Regions from separate parts of the Zea mays genome. Here all the other regions are linked to region 2. Evidence: chromatin contacts called from public Hi-C data. All regions are on one chromosome and are shown on one strand. The core of a region is the stretch at or near the end of the contact, and the rest is flanking DNA. Distances in the headings are between cores, read along the strand shown.

Region 1 (4,093 bases), core at 47-2,546, 260 kb after region 2:
TAGCCGCTGCCATCTCTAGTAAAGAGCCTGGTCGGCAAGGACAAGGTGGTAAGGTGCCTAGTCAACCAGCTCTACCAATTGGGACCGTTGTCGTGTGCCTGTGTTACAGTTTGTTTGCTCCAAGTTGCAGAATTATCACAAGCCTTTTAAATTTGTTTGTCATGCACTTGTAAAGATATTTCTCATTTTCTCAAGTTACATACTTGGACGTGTAAGGTGCATTGTTGGCGTTAGTGTATCTTAGAATTCAGTTGACTCGGCTTTACATGATATTACTTGGAAAATGAATCATCTGCAATCTTTTTTTGACAAAAAAATTGTCATATGCATCGATGGAAAATCAGGAATCAAAGATGGGGATTGTTGGGTTGCTCAGGTAACCGCTCAGGAGGAAACAATGCAGGATCATTTCCCAAGCCCATCGAGCAGAGCTCTCAGCTGATGAGAACTCATCATCGCAACAAAAAATATTCATGTCGCAGATGCGTTGCCCGCGTCTGTGTACTTGTATATTGAAATTCAGTGAACTCTGTCAAGCATGATAGTACTTGGAAAACGAATCGTCTGGATCCCTATTTATGGGGCTTTTTCATTGCCAAAACAATGTCATCTACATCGATGCAAAATCACAAATCAAGGATAAGGATTGTTGGGTTGCTCAGGTAACCGCTCAGGAGGAAACAATGCAAGATCATTTCCCAAGCTCATCGAGCAGATCTCTAAGCTGATGAGAAATCATCATCGCAACACCAATACCAAAAAAAATTAAGAACCCGAACGCCGCAGAACAACTCAGAAAACCACAGATTGGAGACCGCGGATCACGGCAGAACCGCACAGAAAGCCACATATCGGAAAAAAGCGGACCAGATCTGGGTTCAGAGGAAGGAAACGAGTGGCTCGGACTACTTTTAAGCTCAGCAAGGCAGTGGGGATTAAACCCCGCCGCCGATCAGACGAGCGAACCATAGTTTTTCGTCATCGCCATCATACTACCTCCTCGTCAATACCGATCAGGCGAACCGCAAGCGGAATCATGGAAGAAAGCATCAGGAACCAAAATGAAAGGGCGGCGCGTAGATCAAACCTACATGGAAGACAATGAAAGAGAAACACAGACAGCAAATCCCGCGTAGAACACCGTAGCAAGATGTGTGCCGACAAGTGACAAGAACACGGTGCGCGAAGGGTGGAGAAGGCGGCGCGGCGGAACAGGCGATGAGAGGAACCCTACGCTAGGATGCGCTCGGGCTGGCCGGTCCATTTATATAAGCCGGCTGCTCGGCGCATGCCCACGAGGTTGCCGTGTGGTGGGCCGTGACCCTAGCCCATCGGACGGAAGCTTCTTCCTCCTGGGCCGAGGGAAGGCAGATGTTGCTTGTGAGAAGTTCTTTTGACCCTCAAGGCTTCAACATCGGAGTTCAATTGTACCCCTCCAGTTACTACCTCAGCCATGACAGATTAATGTTACTATAGTTCAACGAAAAAATAGACTTTATAAAAGAAGCTAAACAGTACTGTTTTTTCTTCTACAAAATATCCAAATATTGTTTTTTCTAAAAAAAATTACGTGATTGATAATTTTAGGATCTTGTTTAATCTTCGAAACCTTGTTTTAATAAAAAAAATATATGAAGTCTAGCTTCGAGCCAGCTTCAAGATTATACAGGGTGCCCTCGATGCTAACCATGCTAGCCGGCTGATTCGTCCGTGAAGCCCATTTGATTAAATAAAAAAAGGACAAAAATAAACCTACCATGAAGAGGGGATTCAAACATACGCCCTCTCAGAGCGAAGGCGGATAACAGTATAACACTAATTGAGGTCAACTATGTTATATACCAAATAGAAATTGCAAAAAATTATATAACCGTGTAGGGTCGAGTAGGCACTACAAACAAGATAATTGCCAACACATGACACTATTAAATGAACTGTGTATCGGGCTGACCTGCTAGACACAACGTCAGGGGCGGATCTCCACCCGGGGCTGCCTGGGCTGCAGCCCCGGTCGGCAGTCACGGCCCAGTAGAGGCCCATCGTCGCGCGACGTGACCTAGCGGCAGCCGTCCTGCGTCCAGCCTCAGCTTCAGCCGCCGCAGCGCCGCTCCCTGCCGTCTGCTTTCTTCTACCCGCCTCGGCACCTCCTGGCTCCTGCTTCCTGGTCCTGCGGTCCTGCCTCCTCTCCAGCGCGCTCGCCCGCGGCCCGCCATCGCCAGGCCGCCACCGCCAGCCGCCCAGGCGCTCGCGGCTCGCCCCGTCGCCCGCCACCCGCAGCGCGCTCGCGGCTCGCCCGCCACCCGCAGCGCCACACCGCGCTCGCGGCTCGCCCACCAGGCCGCCACAGCCAGGCGCGGTCACGCGGAGGCGCCAGCCGACAGGACAGCCGCGGAGCGCAGCTGCGCAGGCCGCAGCAGCCCGAGGCCCCGAGCGGCGAGTTGTGGGGGAGAAATTTCCAATACGTCGTCGTTGGCATCTTGTCGTGACGTCTTGTCTGCATTCCATTACTTAAGCAATAGGTTTGTTGATCCCAGTGCACGGTTTACTTGTCCTGCAGGAGCGATGGATTTCTCTTAGCGTCACGTTCTTTGGGGTTCTGGCGTTCGTGCTTGGTGTCATCGCCGAAAACAAAAAGGTCTGCCATTTCTCCTGTTACATGAGCATTGATCATTATGCCTTTTCGTTTTCCTCGCTAAGTATGGTGAATCCAGCGCGAGTTTAGGCGAATTTCTCGATACTGAAATGTGAACAAGGGTCATCTTAATAGTATTATTCATATTACTATATCATAGATGTTGTTAACAATTTTTACTGAATTTTTTTTTTGTTATAGTCTTAACTTAGTAGCCCCTCTCTTGGATCAATCCTGGATCCGCCACTGCACAACGTATTCGATCATCTATATTCTGATACATGTCTCTATAGTCCCATAAATATAATAATGGGTCATTTAGAAAAGTGCATAGATATTTTGTTCGTCACTCTTTAGATCAAATGCCAATTGTCATCAAAATGTAGGTGGTGAAGAGAAGGCCCGCTGGGCGGGGTGACTGCCGACGGGCGATGAGCATAGCTGCCTGGTGGTGGAAGTCAAGCACCGCTCATTTATATACTTTTCTTTTTTATTTCGCGAGGGGAAAAGGACGGGTCGGTCAGTACAGCACAGTATGACAGTACACGTTACAGCTGCTGCAAAAAGGCAGCCGAGCAATTAAATCTCAGCGCCGCACATCGCGCGCGGGCGAAAATCTTGTCGTCGGCCGCCGCCCTTTTCAAGCTTGGACGACGACGTTCTCCGCGCGCGTCTTCTTCGACCTTCGTCACCGGCGGCGCGCGGACCGTGCTGAACAGGACGACGGCCGGGCCGGCGGGATGGAGCCGACGCCTACGTACACTACTGAAATCGACCGCTTTGTCGAGTGCTTGAGCCCGAAAAACACTCGGTAAAGTCTTTGCCGAGTGTAACACTCGGCAAAGAACGCTCGGCGAACTGTACATTGGCAACGGCATCTTTGTCGAGTACTTTTTGTCGGGCACTCGGCATGTTACTCTGCAAAAAAAAGTCGCCGTCACGGCGCCAAGTGATGGTGACGGATCCTTTGCCGAGTGTCTTCTTTGGCACTCGGCAAAGAGCCCAATTTTGCCGAGTGTCTTCTGTCATGGCCCTCGGCAAAGACGGCTCCAGTGGGCCCCACCGCCAGTCCCTGTGCCGAGAGCTCTCGTAGGTACTCGGTAAAGGAGACTTCTTTGCCGAGTGTCTAGTGGACTGGCACTCGGCAAAGAGTCCTCCAGTGGGCCTCTTTGCCAGTCCCTTTGCCGAGTGCGCTGGGCGGCACTCGGCAAAGAAGGCTTTATCGGCTGTTTCGCGGATTCCTCTGTCATGTATAGACGCTGGATCCTCGGTATGAACGGAAGGTGGTGTAGAATTGTCACGGGGATGTCGAGCTGCCTCTTCTGTCCATCACCAGAGTCTACCTCCATGAACCTAGACGATTTACACTTCGGACAGTACTTTGCCTCAGTGGGTTCTTTCCTAAATAGGACGCAACCCTTCGGACAAGCATGTATCTGCTCATACGTCATCTTGAGTGCA
Region 2 (4,290 bases), core at 1,214-3,713:
CTAGAGTTTGATCTGTAACATGATTCGGATTAAAAACATGGTATTAATTAATTGGTCTCATTAGCAGACATGATTTACAAAACAAAAAGTACAGCTACAGCATTTTTCCTTCTCTGAGCACCATTGGTGCTTTGTTGGAACTTTAAAATGTTTATTAACATGCAAGAAAACCCTGTGTTGGGACAGAACATACAACAAGATAAATAGAAATGTGCTGATTGAGGCAGTTTCTAGATTTCACATAGCAGATAAATTACATCTGAACCCAATGAATATTGGTATGCATTCAAAGACAAAATGAAACACTGCAATTTAATCCAAACTGTATCTTCTAGCAGACTCATGGCCTAGGTTACGTCAAAAGTTCAATAATCTTTACCAAGAATATAGCATTTGGTTCTATACACTTATAGATACCTGAATATTATAAAAGGGCAGACCAGGCTCCAACATAAGTGGGGTCTAGGGAAGGGATAAACCAAGGAGAGCCTTCCCCCGCAAATGCGGAGATACCTGAATATTATATTGTGCCTAAATCCTCCGATGTTTATCATTTTATAGTATTCAGGTGGATGAATACCTGAATATTATATTGTGCCTAAATACCTGAATTTCTAATTCTGCTTACCCTCTCCTCTCCTCTATGCGGCTTATATAGTCCTGCGGTCCTGCCACCTAGCACCCCCCCTCTTTAGCCGGCTGTTGGGATATCCGTGGGCGCCTATGCTGATACGTACAGCAGACAAAAAGCATCAATAACAAGGATCAAAGTACAGGGCTCTGGTAACATTATTAGACATGTGTTCCTCCTCTCCAATAGCCACAGCAGGTTCACAAGTTGAAGCACTCCAGCTGGCAACCGAGTCAAAATCTCTTATAGGTTGGGCCGCCTCGACTCGTGGGGCAGATTACGGGCAATTAGCGCTCGGCATCAAGGCTGCTTCCAACTCAGGTCGTAATTCTTCATGATAGGTCGATGTATATCCTTTCCATGCCCCTTTGCATCCACCATGCCTCCAAGCCGGCAAGCCAGGGAACCCAAGGTGCTAGCCATGCAACCATGCAGCGCATGCAAAGGGACCGAAACAGCTGCCCTGAATTTCACGGCCACATCCATGATAGGCAAGGCACAGCCAGCTGCATGCACCAACGGACCCTGTGGCTGGAATCATGGGGTGTTACAAGATACCAAGATGTTTGTTTAGAATGTCGCCATCTACACCGCGACGCCAGCTAGGGTTTCAACTCATTGGTCTTGTTGGTGGCAAGCTGTATTTGGAAACATATAAATGGGTGTGTTTCCTTTTTAAGGGCTTCTCGCCTAATTTTGATGACATCATGTGGGGTATTAGAGATGAGGCCCAAGATGTGGGTATGGCAGGAGCCGAGGGGCTCCGTAGCATATGGACATGATGGTCTCTCTTTCTTGGTCACTGGTTTGCACTATTGTCCATTCGGCGAGTCCTTTCCGTATTTATTCTTTTACCCCTACTAAGGGTTGTACAAGTTATCTAGAGCCTTTTTCTTCTTAATATAATAATGCAGAATTCTCCTGCATGTTCGGGGAAAACGGACATTCATCATCCGTTATTTCTGAATTACGTTTCAGGTTCTGGCACATGCTTGCTTTTCCACTTCGATTCGCTTCCGTTACCAAGTAAACCATATCAGGACATAGCTTGCGCTTTTGCACATCTATTGATGTGTCTATGATTCCTTTTGTACTCAAACCTTATATATTGATGATACATAAACTCTGTAACATCCGGCCCACTTGTGAAGTGGTGACACCGCAGCCCAGTCCATGGCCCAAGTCGAGATGCAAGAGTTGATACAAAAGGACATCCAGAACACGACAGGGCATCGAAGAGAATATTCAGAACAGTTTCCAGTCGTCTTCCTCGTGAAGAAGCGGCAAGGCGAGTTTGTCGGAGCCACATTCCTCGTCGACGGCGGCCACAGGACGTGACAAACTCGTCCAGATGTGGAAGTATTCATGGGCGCAGCAACACCAATAGAGACATAATATTTTTAAAACTGAATTCAAAGAATTTTAGAATCTAGTCTTACACAAATGAATCCAACCCTGGGTTTGAGAAAAATCCCACTGGTGACAGCCCTGGGTCCCAAATCCATCCACACCAAATCCATCCACATCGATTTTTTTCATACTCCACAGCGAGTTAGGGTTGGGGCTCACCTTGGGGTAGGGGCGGACCCAATAACTCCACAGCGAGTTAGGGTTGGGCTCACCTTGGGGGCAGGGGCGGGCCCAACAAAAGACATGGGTGTCACCAAGCAGGAAGAGAAGACAAAGAGCGGGCATACCTGGTGTGGTGGGTGCTCGTCGCCGGCAAAGGGTCCGCCCAAGACCTGGGCAGCTGGCGTAGGGCGGCGGCGGTGGTCGCCCTAGGCGAGGTAAACTGGGCTACGGGAGAGAGAAACAGCGAAAACAGTTGTGAACTCCAGTCTCCAGTCTCCACTCAGGAGAGCGAATTCCTCCGGGACTACTATTACAGCTTCTCCACACGCGCTACTGGGCCGATTTGTGTGCGCGTGCAGGTGCAGAACTGCAGACGCTGATGTGCATGACTACTAGGTTGGTTCGTTAGTGAGAGCAGCCCATGAAAATGATTCGTTCTTTCTCCGCTTTCTTTTCCTTTTTTTTCTTTTTTCCATGGCAATTGGTTCTCTTTGTTATATTATTATGTTTTTTGCTTCTTTTGAAATTTGTGTTCTACAGTATGTTATAACCTTTTATTCCATGAGATTTTTTCTCCCAGTCCTTAACATTTTTTCTTGTGGTGTTGGGATGTGTTTTCTCATGACGTTGGAATACAATTTCTTTGTGATTGATGTTAGACAAAATCTCCTAGATATGGAATATTTTAGTCCATGAAGCTGTAGTATTTTTTCTAGTTAAGCTATAACTTTTTTCTTAACATATTATTGTTTAAGTAAAAAAAATTATCTTGTTAAGTTGAGACAGTTTGTTTCTGATCCAGCACACTTTCCCACACCACTTCTCTAGTTTGTACTCACTCAAATTAAAATTTGTTTTAGATAATTAATAAATTCATATAATATTTGATGTATGTGTTTTATATATGTGTCTAGATTTATCATCATTCATTTGAAATAGACATAAAAAACAAGTGACGGTAGAGTCTTAATTTCTTATCTGTACTAACTATTAAGGTTGGATTGTAGACTGCCCTCGCCCTGCAACCGCCGCTCCGCTGCCCGCCGCATCTCACGCTCTGCAAATCCTGCTCGCCTGCCGTTGCTTCTCCTGCACGCCCGCCGCGATGCACGCCTGGCCTACCACACGCACGCCGCCCGCGTGCAGCACTCCCCTGCCTGACGCCTTCGCTCGCCATGCCCTGCCCCCGTTCGCATCCGCCGCGAGATCCCCGCCCTTCCACCCAAACCCTGCCCCACACCTCGTGCCCCCGTCTCCGCTCGTGATGCCCCTGCCCGCCTCACCGTCGTGACAGCCGCATCCACGTCCACCGCGAGATCCCTGCCCTGCCCCTCGAAAACCCGTTGCCGCAGCCCTCCCCGCGTCCCCCCGCCGCTACAGCCGCCGGGTTGGCCTGCGGTGAGGTCACCGCCCCCCAACGAGGTAGGATGACGTGCCCTCGCCCGACGCCCCTGTCCGCCTCACCAAAGTGCCAGCAAGGTAGTCGAGCGCTCTTCCTCCACCCCACGCTCCGCACATGTCGCGGCCCCCGCCCGCCTCACCGCATCACCAGCGAGGTAGTCGAGCGCTCTTCCTCCACCCCACGCTTGCCAACGCCTCCCGTGCGACCAGATGCTGACGCCTTCCCCCTATCTCATCCCCACCCGACGCTCCCGTGTACCGCCTTCCAGGCTCCCACATCGCAGCAAGGTAGGACGCCACCACGCTCTTCCACCACCCCGCGAGGTAGTCGAGGTTGAGCTGCGGCTCTCGTGCAGCGTCCCTGGCATGGGGTTTGTTTCTCCCTCCAAATTATCATTTTTTGTCACGCCAGTCTTTTGTTCAATTCTTTTGGCAGGATTGTCTTCTCTTCACGTTGTATGTGCTGCCCACTCCATTTTATTTTCTTCTCCACAGGTACTGCATGAATTTGTTGTTGCAATTTATATTAGATGCAGTAACCGAATCTCTGGATGTCATTAGCTGATTGACATTAATCTTGTGTCGTGCCATTAGAATAAATGGTATTTAGATAAACATGCTACAACTTTGTTACAGGGATTATAATTCATTCACACAATAGTTGTTGCAGGGCAGATTTCAGGCAT
Region 3 (3,976 bases), core at 965-3,464, 460 kb after region 2:
TATGTTTGTTATTGTTACTAAGTGTAATTACACAATAGACTTTTTACATTTGATTCAGATTCAATGATGTAAATATATACCCTTGGACAATATTACATAAAGAAATTGTTTAATTACTTGATCCCAAACAAGGAAACATACTTGCATTTTATTATGGCAAAACTCATAGTGTTGAATGCTTAACAAGCAAACGACAAGCACTGCCTTTAGGTTTGCTTTGCTTCAATGTAATAAAACTTTTATCTGTCTCTAAGGGTTGTTTCTAATACCTAACACTTTACTGTATAAGTTCATCAATGAAGTGCCGCTCCAGTGTGACACATATGATAGTGAGTTATATATATTCACCATGATTATCAATTTCTGTGTTTTTACCATTTGTGTTATATACCATTTTTATGACTAATGTACGTAATGTTGCTCTATGTTCATGAACAATTGTACTTCTATTATTTTCTATGTACGCATGGTAGAGTGCCCCACAGGGCGTGGCTTTTCTAGTAGTATTATTAACCGACATGTATTTTTAAGGGGTTGTCAAAGTTTGCAACGTCTAAGTGAATCTTGCCACACTTTTACATATCATTAACAAGTGAGACCTACGCAGCTTGAGGAAAATCTTGTCACAACTGCGGCTACAAACCAAACACATATCTAACTCGGTCAGACCTTAGGATGGTGGCAACACGATTGAGAGTGTGGGCGAGAGAGCGCTCCTATCACCGGGGTCGGGGCGAGAGCGAGCCGGTGGGCGACGCTGCGACCGCCCGACGAGAGTGGGTGATATCGCCTCACTCTCGTCCGTGTTGGAGCGTGCCCTCGAGCAAGGACAGGTGAGAGGCGAGTGATGTGTTGGCAGAGGTGAGACACTTGCGAGAGTGAGGTGGTGGGTTCTGATTGGTCTAGATGGTCACGTCATCATCACGTGTGCAAGCCGTTTTCAACTGTTTGGAGTCCAAAAAACATGAATTTTGTTTTTGCAGTAAGTCACAAATTTTATCCCCAATCCTTGTAGTATGTTGGAGGAAGATGAGGATGGGATTGAGGACTCCGATTAGATGTATATAATTTTTTATTTGTCATGCACTTTTATTTTAATTACTATGCACTCCGTAATTTTTAATTCAATAAAAAATTAGTACGTTGTGTGATTTGTAAGCATCAAAACGAATCTACGTGAATTACTTAATTCTGAAATAGAAAAGCTGATGTGACTATGGGTCACGGATAAGAGTGAAGCAAAGAACTAACGTGGTAGTGGTGAGTATAGATGTTCAAATGGGTGGGACGTGCCGGCCCGAGCACGGTTAGGCCCAACACGGATTGGGATCGTGCCTGCCCGACCCGGATTAGTTAGCGAGCCGTGTCGTGCCGACCCACGGGCCCCAAGCGAGGCCCAGGCACGACCCGCTAGATCAATAATCGTGCCGGACCCGCCCATGACCCGATGGGCCTATCAGGCCAATAACAACATATGACATTTAAATGATAAAAATATCCTAAAAGTATGCATATTTGAGGGTTAAACCATATTTATTAGCTCTAAACATTTATTTACACCCACAACCAACAAAAACAAATGTTTCTTTTGTTTTATACTCTATATTCAAGTATAATATATGTATTTATACAAAAAATAGAAAAAAAAATAAAAACGGGCCGTGTCCGAAATCCGGCACGGGTTTGGCCCGACACGAACCTGGCACGGCCCGGTGATCGGGTCGAACTGGCACAGGCCCGGTTCACTACGTACCGTGCCAGGTTCGGAAAAAAGTTCTTTACATACCGGATGTAAAAGAATCTCTTTTACAGCCCCTCACATATACCAGATGTTGTTCCATATAAATAGAAGAAAAACAAATTACTAAAGAGTTTTTTTGTAAATTTTAATCTGTGTTTGTGGGCCTTCGAGTGGTGGATGTGAGAGGTTGTAAAAGAATTTTCTTCCGTCAGATTCGTGTCGGATCAAACTCGTGCTAGGTTTGGGACCGCCCGATAAGTCCGGCCCGTCTAGACATCTAGAGCGGTGAGAGAGGGATAGTGCACTGTCAGCAGCCTTAAACGTGATAAAAAATAGCCAAACAAGCCAGATCATCACTAGCATATGCAGGTATGCTGGCGCGTATGGGCATCGGAGAAGGCCCATTAAAAGCCCAACTACAACCAAGCGAACGTATAACTACGGCCACCAGTCTTCTCCCACTCCCAGTGCCAGCCGCCTTGCGCTTGCCCTCTCTGCGACGACTGGGTGCGCCGCCGCCGCCGCTGTCCTACGTCAGGTGTCGAAGCCTTCGCCGGCGAAGAGCGCTCACCAGGTATCCCCCCCCCTTATTTTCCCTGTCCTGCTGTGCCAGAGCGAGTTTTCAAGCTATTTGACTATTTGATGCCTGCTCCCAAAGATTATCCATCTACTAGATTCACCCCTGGTGGAGGAGGAGAAGAAGGTAAGCGAAGATGCTACGGCGGAACATACGTCAGCGTCGGGAGTACCTGTACTCCAAGAGCCTCGAGGGCCCCCAGCGGGCGCTGTTCGAGAAGAAGCGCCGGATCCGGGCGGCGCTCGAGGAGGGCAAGCCCATCCCCACCGAGCTCCGCAACGAGGAGCACGACCTGCGGAGGCAGATCGACCTCGAGGACCAGGAGCGTCAAGGTGCGCTGTTGCCGTATCCCCTCCTCCATTTGTTGTAGGGCGTGAGAGGTTTGCATCGTCGTTTGTGTCTGGTTAATGATGTGTTCGCTTACTCTGTTGTTGTGTGGATCGGTGAATGGGTGTGCTGCAGTTCCCAAGAGCATCGTTGACAACGAGTACGCTACTGCCACCATTCGGGAGCCCAAGATACTATTGACCACTTCTCGCAATCCTAGCGCGCCCCTAACTCAGTTTGTTAAGGTATGCTTTTGTTTTTCTGGATGGAAATTTCTAGACGCTTTCCGTGGGTCCAAATGATGCATTGCATTCAGGCTTTCAGCTAAACCGACCTTTCTGGTTCTTTTGCTGTGCCTAGGAGCTCAAGGTTGTCTTCCCAAACTCACAAAGAATGAACCGTGGTGGACAGGTATAAGATGCTCTTTTGTTTATGCCACATATATCAACAGTTCTTGTTGTGAATCCTTTGCAATAAATTAAAACTTAGGTCTATGATGTTTAGGTAGCGAACATATTGCCACGCACAATTCGTGTGCTTTAGTGTATCCTGCACTCTAGTATTTTGTTTCTCTTTGTTATTGTTGTTGTTCACTCTCCCATCTGTATTTTTCGCAGGTCATATCAGAAATTGTGGAGGCCTGCCGCTCACATGATATAACAGATCTTATTCTGGTCCATGAACACCGTGGTCAACCTGATGGTTTGATTGTCTCCCATCTACCACATGGTCCAACTGCATACTTTGGGTTGCTCAATGTGGTAAGTGTGCTTATCGGTTTTTGAAGTATATATATTCTGAGCTGGTGCTGGCCATAAGTGTACAGATTACAGAATGAGTGCAGAGTGCCCACACTTGGTTGTATCCTGAGGCTTTGTTGTTGTGTGCAGGTGACACGTCATGATATCAAGGACAGGAAGACGATGGGCAAAATGTCAGAAGCTTACCCCCATTTAATACTGGACAACTTCTCAACCCAGGTGGACCATACATGCATTGTTTCATATGCACAGTTTTTTTAGTTTGCCCTCGCGCCTTATCTTTGTTGTCATAGCGTCTTGTTCACCATGTGTGCTTGAAAAGTAAGTAAACTGAGTAGTTTGGTTGAAAATGCTGCAGTGTGTGTGTGTCGGGGGGGGGGGGGTGTTTTTTTGTTTATCTTATTCCTTATCAGCTTGGAAGAAGGATGTCAATGCAGCCATTACGAACTGGGGGATCCTGTGATGATTGGTTCTAATCTGAGAACTTTTCAAGAGCTGTTCTCCCTTGTACACATACTAAGTATTAGTTGTACTACCTTTGACTCCACCTTGTTAGGCATACATTACTAG

What was found. A called contact is a pair of places that touch in the nucleus more often than the background predicts.
Region 1: a Hi-C map of tassel shows a contact between it and region 2, with 2.3 times the contacts expected there. The contact joins the enhancer-like site here to the promoter of LOC103626393 in region 2. A contact is called at or near these places in 3 of 25 Hi-C or Micro-C datasets (ear, leaf and tassel).
Region 3: a contact with region 2 is called in a Hi-C map of tassel, with 3 times the contacts expected there. The contact joins the promoter of LOC100216667 here to the promoter of LOC103626393 in region 2. A contact is called at or near these places in 2 of 25 Hi-C or Micro-C datasets (ear and tassel).

Annotation. Positions count from the first base shown.
Region 1 is chr5:56,701,619-56,705,711 of Zm-B73-REFERENCE-NAM-5.0, reverse strand. No RefSeq gene overlaps it. Among protein-coding and RNA genes, the nearest start is that of LOC103626388, 29 kb to the right of the region's middle. Within about 2 kb of position 1,296, at least 20 of the 20 cell types and tissues checked have an H3K27ac peak or open chromatin away from gene starts, as enhancers often do. A contact at or near this core is called in ear, leaf and tassel, where this site is marked.
Region 2 is chr5:56,966,895-56,971,184 of Zm-B73-REFERENCE-NAM-5.0, reverse strand. LOC103626393 (E3 ubiquitin-protein ligase BRE1-like 1) reads right to left here and starts at 2,463. Exons shown (of 21, transcript NM_001346887.1): 1 at 2,329-2,463; 2 at 1-12.
Region 3 is chr5:56,504,329-56,508,304 of Zm-B73-REFERENCE-NAM-5.0, reverse strand. LOC100216667 reads left to right here and starts at 2,214. Exons shown (of 9, transcript NM_001143076.2): 1 at 2,214-2,315; 2 at 2,400-2,650; 3 at 2,781-2,890; 4 at 3,006-3,056; 5 at 3,263-3,406; 6 at 3,536-3,625. The coding sequence starts at 2,455.